2 separate regions of the Aphis gossypii genome follow, and region 1 is linked to region 2. The links are chromatin contacts, called in public Hi-C maps. All regions are on one chromosome and are shown on one strand. Each heading gives the region's core, a stretch centred on a gene start, on an enhancer-like site or on the middle of the called end of the contact. The rest is flanking DNA. Distances are from core to core; before and after follow the strand shown. Region 1 holds the start of LOC114130760 (BTB/POZ domain-containing protein 7). Region 2 holds the start of LOC114130771 (26S proteasome non-ATPase regulatory subunit 12).

Evidence for each region. A called contact is a pair of places that touch in the nucleus more often than the background predicts.
Region 1: a contact with region 2 is called in a Hi-C map of whole body, with 3 times the contacts expected there. The contact joins the promoter of LOC114130760 here to the promoter of LOC114130771 in region 2. A contact is called at or near these places in 2 of 2 Hi-C or Micro-C datasets (both in whole body).

Annotation. Positions count from the first base shown.
Region 1 is chr2:28,106,525-28,113,242 of ASM2018417v2, reverse strand. It overlaps LOC114130760 (BTB/POZ domain-containing protein 7), which reads left to right and starts at 4,196. Exons shown (of 11, transcript XM_027995807.2): 1 at 4,196-4,495; 2 at 5,085-5,249; 3 at 5,327-6,112; 4 at 6,193-6,328; 5 at 6,396-6,559; 6 at 6,628-6,718. The coding sequence starts at 5,101. LOC114130761 (protein SHQ1 homolog) reads right to left here and starts at 4,023. Exons shown (of 2, transcript XM_027995811.2): 1 at 3,740-4,023; 2 at 245-2,516. The coding sequence starts at 2,508. The coding sequence ends at 1,150.
Region 2 is chr2:27,858,946-27,865,934 of ASM2018417v2, reverse strand. LOC114130771 (26S proteasome non-ATPase regulatory subunit 12) reads right to left here and starts at 4,965. Exons shown (of 9, transcript XM_027995822.2): 1 at 4,849-4,965; 2 at 4,701-4,769; 3 at 4,404-4,583; 4 at 3,653-3,889; 5 at 3,225-3,508; 6 at 2,939-3,163; 7 at 2,695-2,863; 8 at 2,496-2,573; 9 at 1,886-2,419. The coding sequence starts at 4,577. The coding sequence ends at 2,201. It overlaps LOC114130770 (dihydrolipoyllysine-residue succinyltransferase component of 2-oxoglutarate dehydrogenase complex, mitochondrial), which reads left to right. Exons shown (of 10, transcript XM_027995821.2): 3 at 7-80; 4 at 150-221; 5 at 420-475; 6 at 558-666; 7 at 724-1,093; 8 at 1,163-1,361; 9 at 1,429-1,680; 10 at 1,739-1,964. The coding sequence ends at 1,873.

The DNA.
Region 1 (6,718 bases), core at 2,947-5,446, 250 kb before region 2:
GGTTAGCAGGGGATAAAAACTATAACCATAGCTCTTCACAGCATAAATACTTTACATCATGACCAACAATCATCATGTTAGATGAATGTTCATTATGTTGTAATAAAATGTATACTTACATATTATGGATTCTTGAAATTATCAGTTAATAACCAGGTAATATTCATTTTTTGAATATTGTAATATAATATAATTAGTACCTTTGGATTGAAATTAGGGTTATTTTATTCGTATAAAAATGTAGTTTACTCTTAAGTATATTTATTAAATATAAAATAAATGAAATAATTTTTGTGTATAGACATTAATATTAATAAGCGATACAAATGATAGAAAAATGTTATTCTGAAATCTGAAGATTCTTCATTGTTGTCATAAGAATCTAAGATACTCTTCAAGAAGTCCAAGGTTGAAATTTATAATTTTTGAAAATGTAAAATAAATAAAATAATTAATTAATAATTACATAATTATTATTTATAGACATTAATATTAACTCGAGACAAAATGATAAAAAAAAAATATATATATTATTTAGAAAATTCTTCTTTGTCGTCATCAGACTTTAACTATTCCCGAGCATGATACTTGTTATTATGCATGTATAAAATTAATTCTGTTTTAATTGTAATTTATAGACAATAATATTCATACGTGACTCAAAATGATAAACATTAAATATTATTCTGCAGATTCTTCTTTGTCGCCATCAGAATCTAAACTATTCACTAAGCTTGACATTTGTAGTTTTTGCAAATATAAAATAAATTATATAATTCTTATTTTTAGACATTAATATTAATACGTAATTCAAAATGATAAAAATAAAGCATTATTCTGCAGATTCTTCTTAGTCGTCATCAGAATCTATACTATTCTCTAAGCTTGACATTTGTAATTTTCGCAAATATAAAATTAATTATATAATTATTATTTTTAGACATTAATATTAATACGAAATTCAAAATGATAAAAATTAAGTATTATTATGTAGATTCTTCTATGTCGTCATCAAAATCTAAACTATTCTCTAAGCTTGACATTTGTAATTTTTGCAAATATAAAATAAATGATATTAATAATAATATAATCATTATTTATAGACATTAATATTAATAATTGGCTCAACAAAATGATAAAAATAAAGTATTATTCTGCAGATTCTTCTTCATCGTCATCAGAATCTAAACTATTATCGGAAATTTGTAAATTTTGCAATTTAGATACAATGTTATTACTGTTTTGTGCACGTTCTAAAATGGCTAAGTCTTCACCTACAGTCTTTGCAGCCACTTCCAATGCTTCTAAGTTAAATCCCACTTGCTTTTTGACAATTAAATGATTAAATAAGAGTTTGACAATGGTATCAAACTGTGTACTTTTCAATTGTTGAATCCAAATACAATAGTCTTTAATATATAGTTGGTTCAATACATATCTGGGGTCACTCTTGTTAAACAACTCATGAATATCCAACAAACACGTGAGTAAACAAACACATCCATTACCGAATACTTTACGTACATCAGAAAGCACTAAAATGCTTAATTTCCAATGTCTGTAAAGAGGATAACACAAACTTCGTCTGATGCACGCTTTAATGGTTTCATCAAACGTTTCAAAAATACGAAACCATGAAAGTGTAGATGAGAGTTTGTTGATTACCCAAGCTGATTCACAATTTTCTTCACCCAAATTAGTTCGAATACAATAACAATATGCATATATGATATCTACCAATGAGAGTAAGGCTGACTTTTTATCATCCTTGCTCAATAAGTATTCTTTATTACCAAATGATTTTAAAATATCTTTTTGAGAATCATTTAAGGTACATGTTGTGTTATACCAAAATGGTTTAAAGTCTAATATATTTTGGAGTTCTTCTGGTTCAGTCATCAAATCTGCCAAGTAATGATCATCACTAAATTCTAAATATTCTGTCGCATATTGTGTTGTTTTCCTTTGATTAAAATCCATATCGTCTATACCACTAATCTCAATAATTCCAAAAAATTCACCTTTAAAATGATTAAATGCACCTTGAGTTTGATTACCAAATCCATATTTTACACGAACATTATTCTGGTCTGATAAAGGTACTTGTAAAAAATAACAATTTATATTGTCTTCGTCATCAACATCGTTATTGTCATCATCATTTTTCTTAAGAACTTCAATAGATGGCTTGGGCTTGAAAGATTGGTAAGTTTTTGGTTGTTCTAGAAATTTGTTTATGAGGTTTAAATCTGCGAACTTCTCTCCTGGATTTACTTTATTTATATTAAAAGTAAAAATAGATAAATCCCAGTCATAAAATCCAGATGAAGCACTAGTTTCTTTCAGTTCACCGGGTAGATGAAGGCGTAAATAATATGGATAGGAACAAAATGTGATTTGATTGCCATCAACATCAATTTCTGTATTTTTGACATTAGCAAATCGAGCTTTGATCTTTAAGATTAAATAATCATCTGTTTGATCCAATTCAAAATTTGGAGTTAACATTGTAAAAGCTGAAAAGTAAACAATAGTTATTTAAAAAAATATTATATGATTATAAATTATAATAAACTAACTGTAGAAACTATTTAATATTTAATTAGGTATTTTCAAACATATTGATATGAGTTTACTTAGAACTGCAAATTAATTATTAGAATTTATATTCATGATTTGTAATCTTCAAACTTCAACAGGTAAGTAATACCTACTTAATATTTTTAAGGATACTAGACACACTTTTAGCAACTGTATTGTAATTGTATTGTAAAAATAGTAATTTGGGTAATTTTATTCAAACAAATAAATGTATGTGTGTACATTTTAAAATTCAAAAGTATTTTATATATTTATAAAAATAATTAATATAATTTAAGAACTAAATTAATTAGATTTTTATTTCACGAGATTATAATGAGTAGGTAGTTGACATTTTAAATGATAAACTAATAGTTAGTAGTTGAGATTAAGTTTTTAATAATTATATAGTTTAATGTTTATCTACAATATATTATAAATAAGTACTATAGATAAACAAAGAAAATACATTAATGTATTAATTTATTAGCAAAGCTATTTTATTTATAAGAGGACATCCATAAATATAATTTATTTAGAATAAAAAAAGCGTGTATCAAAAGTTGTATATCTTTCTCATTGTCGGACAACATTATTTTAAGACAACAAATGTTTATAAATGTATAAATGTCATTTTAATTTATAAAGAAAATATTGTGGTGGACTTATATGCAGGTGTATGGATTTATTATACTGTAGGTAGACTAGACGGATAGTTTATTGAATGTGAAAGGGGTTACAGATGAGCAAAAAATTGGGAAAATACGTTCTTGAACATTGTTCTATTTATTATATTATATAAAAAATTTTACCGATGTATATAAAATAAAATAAATTAATAACACTTTATGGTTTATTACTTATAACTTATTAGTAATATGAAAAATAAATTAGTAATAGGTAAGTGATACTTAATAACTGTATTATTATTGTAAAATTACAATACAGCTACAAGTATGAATATCTAAGTTATACTATATGATCACTGAAAATAATTTAAACAACAAATCACCTATACAGCAGTGACCTAAAAAATAGTTATTTTTTTTTAAAAAATTTAATACTAAAAACTCCGCCATAATATAAGTAAGTGGGTACAACAATAATTAAGTTAGTCGACGTCTACAATGTAATAATATCTGTTAAAATACTTACTTACAAGTTATTACTGTTGGGATTTGATTGGATGAAATGTATATTCAATGAATTAAGCGCAGTTTGGCACTATTACGTATTGGACAGAATAGTATGTACTATGTATATACTATATATTGTGAGTTGTCACTTGTCACTTGTAACCACAAATTTTACTGGAACAACAGACCACAAATACAAAAATACATAATAGATAATATTTATTTTATTTATCGGCGTTTTTTTGTTCGATCTTCGATCACATGTTTTGTTATCAATATGTTTGGTCTGACTGAAATTTCCAAAGCTATTACGAATTATGATTCTGTGATTTAATTAAAACAACAATTAATTGTTACTGGCAAATTAAATAAAAATATAACCGAATCTTACATCAAAACACTGTCAACACTAATAATTAATTCAAAACTGTGAAGTCATTTTTTCTTTTGAATAATCAACATGTTTTTATTTTCGCAGGTAGGTATATAGTTATAATTATTTTGTGTTCTCACTAGGAAATTAATTTCCAAAGACGTTCTAACCATTTTTGTAGGCGTGTTGATGTTTTTTTTTTTATCAATAGAACAAAATATTCTCAGCTAAGCAAAATTTGTATTTAGATCTCAAATATTTCTATTACAAAATACAAATTTTGTTTCGGTTTAAAATCTTCATTTTTAAAGTTACCTTTTTCGAGGATTTGTCATTACGAAGTATTCGTACCAGTCAATTCATTTCGATGATTCCACGAATGCAGGTCATGAAAGGGTTATTTAAGGTAAGTGGCTAATTTTTTCTCGGACACCCTAAAACAAGCTTCTCAAGAAATACTTTTTGACTACATATTTGTTTCGTATATTTTTCGCAATTAATTCAATGTTTTGATTCAAAATAATACACCTTATGAAAATCATTTGATTTCCTTTTGTTGTTGTTGCTACTGATTTCTAGTATACAATAACTTATTGACTTGACCCAATTTGAATTTGAATTAGTAAACTTAATTTATCATTTATGTACGATTTATATTTCAACTACGATTTTATTTGAAATTTAACACTGATAATACAGTTAATTAAGACAATTGAGTAAATTATAGTCATACATTTTAATCATTACCTACCTAGTCCATTGTTTTGAACAGCAATATATAAATTAATTCTGTTTTTATAAATTCTTATAAAATTTAGAATATGTTATTTTATTAACTTAATATTAACTTTTTAATTTATTTTTATTAAACATTTCATTGATTGTGTAGAATATAATATAATGTAGCAAATAAAGACTACAAAAGCTTTTTGCATTTAATATTTTCTTATTTTATCTAGTTGTTTTTCCTCATTAAATTAACTTTTATATTTTAGAGAAAATAACTATGTGATGAACTTATGTTTCCCATTGTTACCTTGTGTCTGGTCATATGATGGGATGACGAAAAGGATTTGGCCAGACGACAGAATGGGTGCCGGGGTTTCTTCCAATGAATATCCTAATGTAGACGTTCAAAATTATCCAGGAGTTATTATAAAGTAAGTAGACTTTTTTCTTTTCATAATATATTTGTTCTAAGTACTTACCTTAATTCTTTATGTTCTTAAATCTTTAGGGAGAGACGTAAGATGCGTATGTCTGGTTTTGCGACTTTGCGAAAGAAGCTTATTAAGCGTCGTCGATACTCCAAGGTGTGTAACCATGGTCGTGTCATAAGAGAGTTGATATCTGATTGGTCACCAGCTGAAGTTACTGCTTTACTTGAAGAATATGAAGCATTAGCTGCTCTTAAAGACTTGTCTGTCCAAGCTGAACTTGCAAGACCTCCAGCTGCTACATTTAAACAAGATTTATCTACTCTATATGACCATAAGTATTGTACAGACGTCGATCTCATTTTTCGTGGTGTTTGTTTCCCAGTACATAGAGCAATACTATCAGCTAGGTGTCCATACTTTCGTGAATTGCTCTTGGGGTGTCCTGGTTATGGGGCACGTATTTGTTTAGATTTGAGAACACCTGGTGTGGATATTGAAATGTTTTCAGCATTATTACGTTTTTTATACACTGGGGATATAGCTCCAAGAGATGGAGATATAGACTTAGCGTTATTAAGAAGACTTGGTGATGAGCTTGGTACACCAAATGTGTTAGAAAATGATTTAAGATACCTATTGGAAACCGGTGACTATGCAGATGCTGCACTTGTATTCATTCCGGAAGGGTATTCAGATCGAAGGCCAGAATCTACTGGTTCTGAATATGGTTTTCAACCCAAACTGGAATTGCCTTGCCATAAATCTATTCTAAGTGCTAGATCACCATTTTTTAGAAATCTTATTCAACGAAGAACTAAATCTGGTGAAGAACATACTGAAAGAGCTTTACACATTCCTACAAGGTTTTGACAACAATTTTTTATATTTATTAACAATTAATTATTTACTTACTATGTATTATTTGTTTTTAATAATATTTCAGGATAGTGTTAGATGAATCAGTTATTCCAAAGCGATATGCAAGAGTCCTATTACACGCAATTTATTTAGATACAGTTGATTTGTCTCTGATTCTGAGAGGTTCAGGGTGTGGTTCATCTGCTGGCAGTTTAAGTGAAGTAAATATAATGCAGTGTCATAAACTATTATATGCTTTAAAATACTTACAACCATTTAATGTATTAGGTTGAAGCTCTAACTAATACGGGACGTGTTAGACCAAGCCCTCTGGATGAAGCTATGGAATTGTATCAGATTGGTCGTTTCCTAGAACTAGAAATAGTTTCTCAGGGTTGTGAGGATCTTATCCTAGAATGGCTTACTCTAGAATCACTTCCAGGAGTACTTAGGTAATTCTGTTTAAATATTATGATTTTGATTTTAAATATTATATACTAATAGTAAAAATGATAAATAGGTGGGGAAGTTTGCCACATGGGTCAGCATGGGTTCATCGTCAAGCTAAACATTTTTTACGTGAAGAATTTTCTCAAGTAGCTAATAGTCCT
Region 2 (6,989 bases), core at 3,716-6,215:
TCTCAGGATATCGCTTTATAGTTCATCCAATAGACGGTCATTTGATCAATGCCGTTATTTTCAAACAAGCGCAATTCTCTGTAAGAAAAACATAACATATAAATTTTACATATATTGTAAATAATATAGTATATTATATTTATTATTAGGGGAAGAACATGTTTTAAAGACACCAGCATTTGCCGATTCAGTGTCAGAAGGTGACATGAGATGGGAAAAAAGTAAGTATATTGTAACATGCCATGATAGTAATTAATTTTTGATCAAATATAATTGTATTAAATTATTCTTGTGAAATAAATCATATACAGAAATGGAACTTTACTAACCTGGCTTGTAGTAGCTGTGCACAATAACTCTTAACGTGTATAACTCAATGAAATATGTGTATTGAAAAATTACTATTTTTTTTTTTACAGATGTTGGAGATACAGTAGCAGTAGACGAAGTGGTTTGTGAAATCGAAACAGATAAAGTGAGAAAATACTTATAATATAAATTATTCTTTTAAATTGATATCAAATAATATTAAACTGCTCTTTTAATAATTTTTTAAGACATCAGTTCCTGTTCCTTCACCAGTCAATGGAATTATTGAAAAGCGACTTGTTGAAGATGGTGCTACTGTTAAAGCTGGACAAGATTTATGTACAATTACCATCACAGGTAAAGATAATTTTTTATAGTTGAAGTCACAGATATTATGTTTCAATAAATTATTAGAAGGAGCACCTGCACCAGCCAAAGCAGCTCCTAAAGTTGAAGATACCCCTAAAGCTGCAGAACCGGAAACACCTGCGGCTGCAGCAGTAGCTACTCCTGTTTCTGCACCACCACCACCCCCACAGGCACAACAATCGCCGCCACCACCTCCTCCTCCAAGAGCTGCACCACCTGCAGCTGCCCCTCAAATATCAAAACAACCAACTGCCACTGTTAAAATACCACCAGCCGATCCCACTAAAGAAATTGGTGGAACTAGAACAGAATATCGTGTTAAAATGAATCGTATGCGATTACGTATTGCCCAACGCTTGAAGGATGCTCAAAATGTTAATGCCATGTTGACCACTTTTAATGAGATAGACATGAGGTAATTATCAACTTTTTAAAGCATTACTATTATAAAAGTTTATTTCTACAATTTAAAATTCTAATTTAGCTCAATCATGGACTTCCGTAAAACTAACCTTGATGCTTTTCAAAAGAAGCACGGTTTGAAATTAGGTTTCATGTCTGCATTCTTAAAAGCATCTGCTTATGCCCTACAAGATCAACCAGTTGTTAATGCTGTAATAGAAGGCAATGAAATTATCTACAGAGATTATGTAGACATATCTGTAGCTGTAGCAACTCCCAAAGTATACATTTAAATACTAACAGCACAATTTGAAAAATTGTTTTAAATGTATAACACTTTATAAATAGGGTTTATTAGTACCTGTCGTGCGCAATGTACAAGACATGAATTATGCAGATATTGAAAAAACAATTGCTGCTCTTGGGGAAAAAGCAAAAAGAGGTGCTATTGATGTTGAAGATATGGACGGTGGTACTTTTACTGTCAGTAATGGTGGAGTCTTTGGATCTCTAATGGGAACACCAATCATCAACCCACCACAATCTGCTATTTTGGGAATGCATGGAATTTTTGAAAGACCTATTGCTGTAAAAGGACAGGTAAAACTATTGTTGCAGTTTCTTGTTCTTGATAATTTATTTTTATTTTATTAATTAGGTTGTCATAAGACCCATGATGTACATAGCCTTAACATACGATCATAGGCTTGTAGATGGACGTGAAGCTGTATTGTTCTTACGCAAAATTAAAGCTGCCATCGAGGATCCTAGAATAATTATTGCAGGATTATAAACAACAAAATAATTTAAAGCCAGCCGTACTTAGACATAACAAGCACTTATTAATTTAATTATATTATATTATATTGAATTTATTCCTATAATATTCACAATTTTTTTTTCACTCATTAATATGTATTTTTCTCCTTATTCGCCCCTATCAATGTTTAATGTGTATAGTTATTGTAAAAAATAAAAATTGTTTATACTCATTCAATCTATTAAACTGAAAACGAGCAAAAAACTTTTGGATGAGTATAATAAATCGTAATTAATATAACAATTAAATTATTATTAAATTTGTGTTTTTGGGGAAATTTACAAAATGTTAATTATTTTTTTAATGAGACAGTAAATGTTTATGAACCATCTGTTCTTTGTTGATGAGATGAGTAGTATTATTTACAAGCTTCATGAGGTCATTGAGTCCAAATGACCATTCATTCAATACTTCGTTAACAGATTTGGCAACTGAAAACTCAACCACACCTGAAGGACGATCAATTTTTGCTTTTACAGATTTATCTACGACCATATTAGATAACAATTGTTCGGTGTCCTAAAACAAATATTTAGTTATTTAGTATGGCAAAATGATTTGAATTTAAAATAATGAAGAATATCATTCATCTAACCTCTAAAGTCATATCTAATAACTGAGCCATTCGAATAACTCTGATTCTTGAATAATACTTGGCCATAACACGTACATTCTATACATAAAAATAAATAAAAGTAACAATTATAATTTTCTATAAGCAATAATTAGTGAGAGGGACTATAAATATTAATATAAAATTTATATTACACTTAAACACGGATTTGAATACATACATGTTCAGCAACTCTATTTTTAAGATCGGCCCAACGTTTTTTTCCTTTTTCAGTGCCCTCTGAAAATACATCTGTAGCCGTAGACCCAGATTTCAATTCACTTTCATAATCCTTGCTCAATTCTTTCCATTGAATTAATTCCATGGTTGTAAATAGTTGCAAAAATGATCTATTAGACATAATAACAAAATTAAAACAATAGGGACATAGATATGATATATACATTAAGTATAAAAATACCTACTTGTACTTAGGTATTTTTTGTAAAGTTTCATCTTCAAGAATTCGGTGAGTTAAATCAGACTGATGATTATCATATGGAGCTAATATGAGGTATAATATTGCATTTTGCAAAGCAGCATTGCATTTTGTTTCATCAGCACTAATCTCAGGAGTGACTTGAATAGCTCTATAGTGGCGGCAAATATCTAAGTACAAACCATCATGTTCACCCAGCTCAATCATTAATCTGCAAAATGAATTAATGATAAACAATAAATATTTAAAAATTTAAATTTAATAATACTTACTTATAATATTTTAATTTAAGCTGTTGTATTTCAGGTTTATCATCATCAAAAAACTTTGTGTTTATTTTCTTGGAAATAATCTGTGTACGAATATAATCTTTCTTAGCCAAACATAATCTCATCTGTTCTAAAATGAGTTCAACTTTTTCTTGTTTTTTCATTGAACCATAAGTCTCCACCTGCAATTCTTGAATAATATTTGCAGCGCCAGTTACATCACCTTCATCTTCTTTAATTTGAGCCAATTTCTGTGTTAGACGAGCTCTTTCAACTTCTACATATATCTAAATAACGAAAACAAAAATTGTACTTTTAAATTAAATACACACAATATTAGAGTTTTAATAAACTAAAATAATTAAAAAATACAACATTTAAATTTGTACAATCAGATTGTTTTAATTTAAAATAAAAACTGAGTTATTTACCTTTCCTTCGGTGACATTTCTAAGGGATTCAATTAATTTCAATTTTGTCTCTTTATCCGGTGTTTGGTCAATGAATGTACAACATTCTCTGACCATAGCTGCAACCGCAAGTTTCAACTGTGATCTTCTTTTAGTTAACATAACAATATGTTCATTAAGTAATGCCCATTCTTTAGCTTGAAAACATAATTTTACAATAGCAACCAAAACTCGACTAGTTGAAGCCATATCACATCCCTTAAAAAATATAATATATTAGAAAATTTATTTTTAATTAAAAGTTGGTAATTAAATGATTATATAATTTATTATCTAAACAAGTTTTTACTTTTTATGATAAAACATATATTAACATCAGAGGCTTTCAAACATAGGTCATAACTAGGGTTCGGAAATTCTTACATTTGCAAGTTTTTTTTTTGTAATGCTTGTAGAATGCTCTAGGTAAGATTAAAATTATTTTCAAGGAATACAATTTTTGCATATTTCGACATACCTACCAACGTATTTTAGTATTTTAAATATGAATGTTAACTCAATAAATTTAAACCAATAACAATCTTTTAAAATAGATGTCTATAAGACATAGGTGACATACTAAGTTACTTAATATTATAAAGGTATAAAATAAGTACATTGGATACAATGTACATAGGTACATTGAAAGTATAAATACTAATAAGTAATAAAAATACATGATCACTGATCAGATATGTAGTTGTAATGGTATAAAAAGAGAAGAATAGCTTACAGTTCTAGTTTGTTTTTCAAGCATGAGTAATGTATCCAATGCTTCTTGTAGTTTACCACTAGCTGCCAAACTCTCAGCAATAGCAATTTTTTCATCGCATGTAGCACTGTAGTCCACTTCCATTTTCACAATACGACCCCCATCGGTGGTCAATGGCTCCAAATTGTCCATCATCTTGATCTACATTTTTAATAAAATATCATTTTTATGGTAATACTATCATTTAACAAATGAGACATAACAAAAATCTAAGATGCAAGTAAATTAATTGGGTATTACCTATAGTATATTACTTACATATTATTGGTTAAACGATAAGTTTTTAAATTTGAAATCAAATTCACTCTACGTAGTACAAACGAAGAACTGAAAGAACCAAGAAGAGTGTTGAGTAATAATCTTTAAAACTGTTTTTAATTCATATCAACATTAAAATAGTTATTACCTTGTTTTATAAAATTGCAAATCACGAATGTGTTGTCGATGGGGGTTTTCATGGAGGAATAAACAACATTTTATCTTTTTACCCCGAAGAACAGTCTAAAATTACCGTGGTTATGATAAATGGTATTATTTGAAAACAAAATGTTTACCAATATCGGAGGTCAACTTTCAACGCCATCTACGAATAAATAATTGTAATATTAATATTTTGATTAGTTTACTCAAATAGTCAAATAGCCGTCGACGGTCGACTCCCGTTTATAGTTGAAATAGAGCGCGGCCTTAGAAAATATCTTCTAAGACCGTGAAATAGAATATGGATAAAGGATAACATTTGACACTTTATACTTTTGGTTGACTGTTTAGTTTCGGAGAGGATACATTTGGTGATGAACTGAATCGTCTGAATCAGTTTCTTTGAAGTAACTACTGATGTCGGTGATGAGCACTCAGCACGCCACCGTCCTTCACCAATCAGTCAATTAACTCAATTCTTTCATAGGCCTTAATTGATATTAAATTATTAATCGGCATCAAGAAATTAATTCTAAGACCATAGTGTAGAATCTAGATTATATAGTTTGATTTTAAAAATTAATCTAAATAGGTATTGAATTAACCCTATAATTTAATCCAAGGTTATACCTTATATGTAATAATTAATCTAATAACATCGAGTTAATTCAAGAATTCACTATGTAGAGAATATTTAAATAAATTATATTTGTATTTTGTGGTTAAATTACAAAATAAAGATAATAATAAGTAAGTAAATAATACGTATTATAAATCTTAGTAGGTAATAACGAATTATAGTATCTACCATAGACATATCACATGTTATAATATACTTACGTATCAACGACTAAATCAGTATTCGGAAGATAAATTTTTATTGAAAAACACTTGTAAACGATTTTTGTTTTATTTGGAAATTAATTCGCTGATTCAGTTTATTCGACGAATAGTTATTTGTCGAATAACTGGATGATTGAAAAACCGGGCCTAAATCAGATACCGATATAGGTAGGTATCCGAAGTACTCAAGTACCTACGAGCTAAACCAAATAATTAGAATTTAGAACTTAGTACATAGATATTATTTTTAGGATGACCTACAAGCTACAACACATAATACATTATATTATGTCTACATACGATTGTCATATCTGTGAAAATAGTTTAAATCACTAAATATTATGAGCTAGGTACTTTCTAATGTAAATTATTAAACTGAATACTAATATCTAGCGTCGTCCATTAAAATGTGTTGAAAAAAAAAGATTTAAAACTGATGTGTAATAAGGTATTCAAAATCATCAAACAAAAATATTATTGCTTACACAGATACAGTGTAATACGTAAGTATAATATAGAACAAATTATTATATTATCAAAATCAGGCACACATACAGGGGGGGAGTATTGGGGGTTCACCCCCCCCCCCCCCGAAAATTAATAGTTGTGTAGTAACACTGTAGTACACTGTAGTTTATTTATATCATCATTCATCGATAAATATTGATTATTGTAAATCTTTTTATGAACCCCTCCTCCCAGAATTTTTTTTTGTGTACGTGCCTGATCAAAATAGTTGCTTACAAAATAGGCAATAGCTATTCTAGCTTTTTTGCTTACTAAAATTAAAACTTAAAGTACCTACCCATGTTTTATCATCTAGTTGACTTGACAGTTAGTAAGATTAAGTTCCATAACAAGTGTACTCTATAACCCAAGCTTGAAAATTTATCTTAAGCCATGGTTGATCGATGAAAATTCTTTACTTTTGCTTAGTGCTTCAGCTACTGTAACTGGCAGAATAATCGGAGGGTGTACATCATTACATACATTAGGAAAAATTACATAGTGAATACTGAATAGTGATTCAATTCACATTGTCATAGACAAGTGCTTAAATAATCTTATCATATTGTCACAACTCACAAAATACAAGATAGAGTAACTAATTAGTAATTGATTATTTGATCCTCATTAAACAGTAAAAACCAATCGTTCAACAACAGATTAATTTTATTTTTAAGTAAAAATTAGGTGAAATATATAGAATCTGGTTACTTTGGCCACACCCTAGCCCTCTTTAATGTCCGGGCTTTAGGGATACAGCTGCGCCTCTTTCGTCGA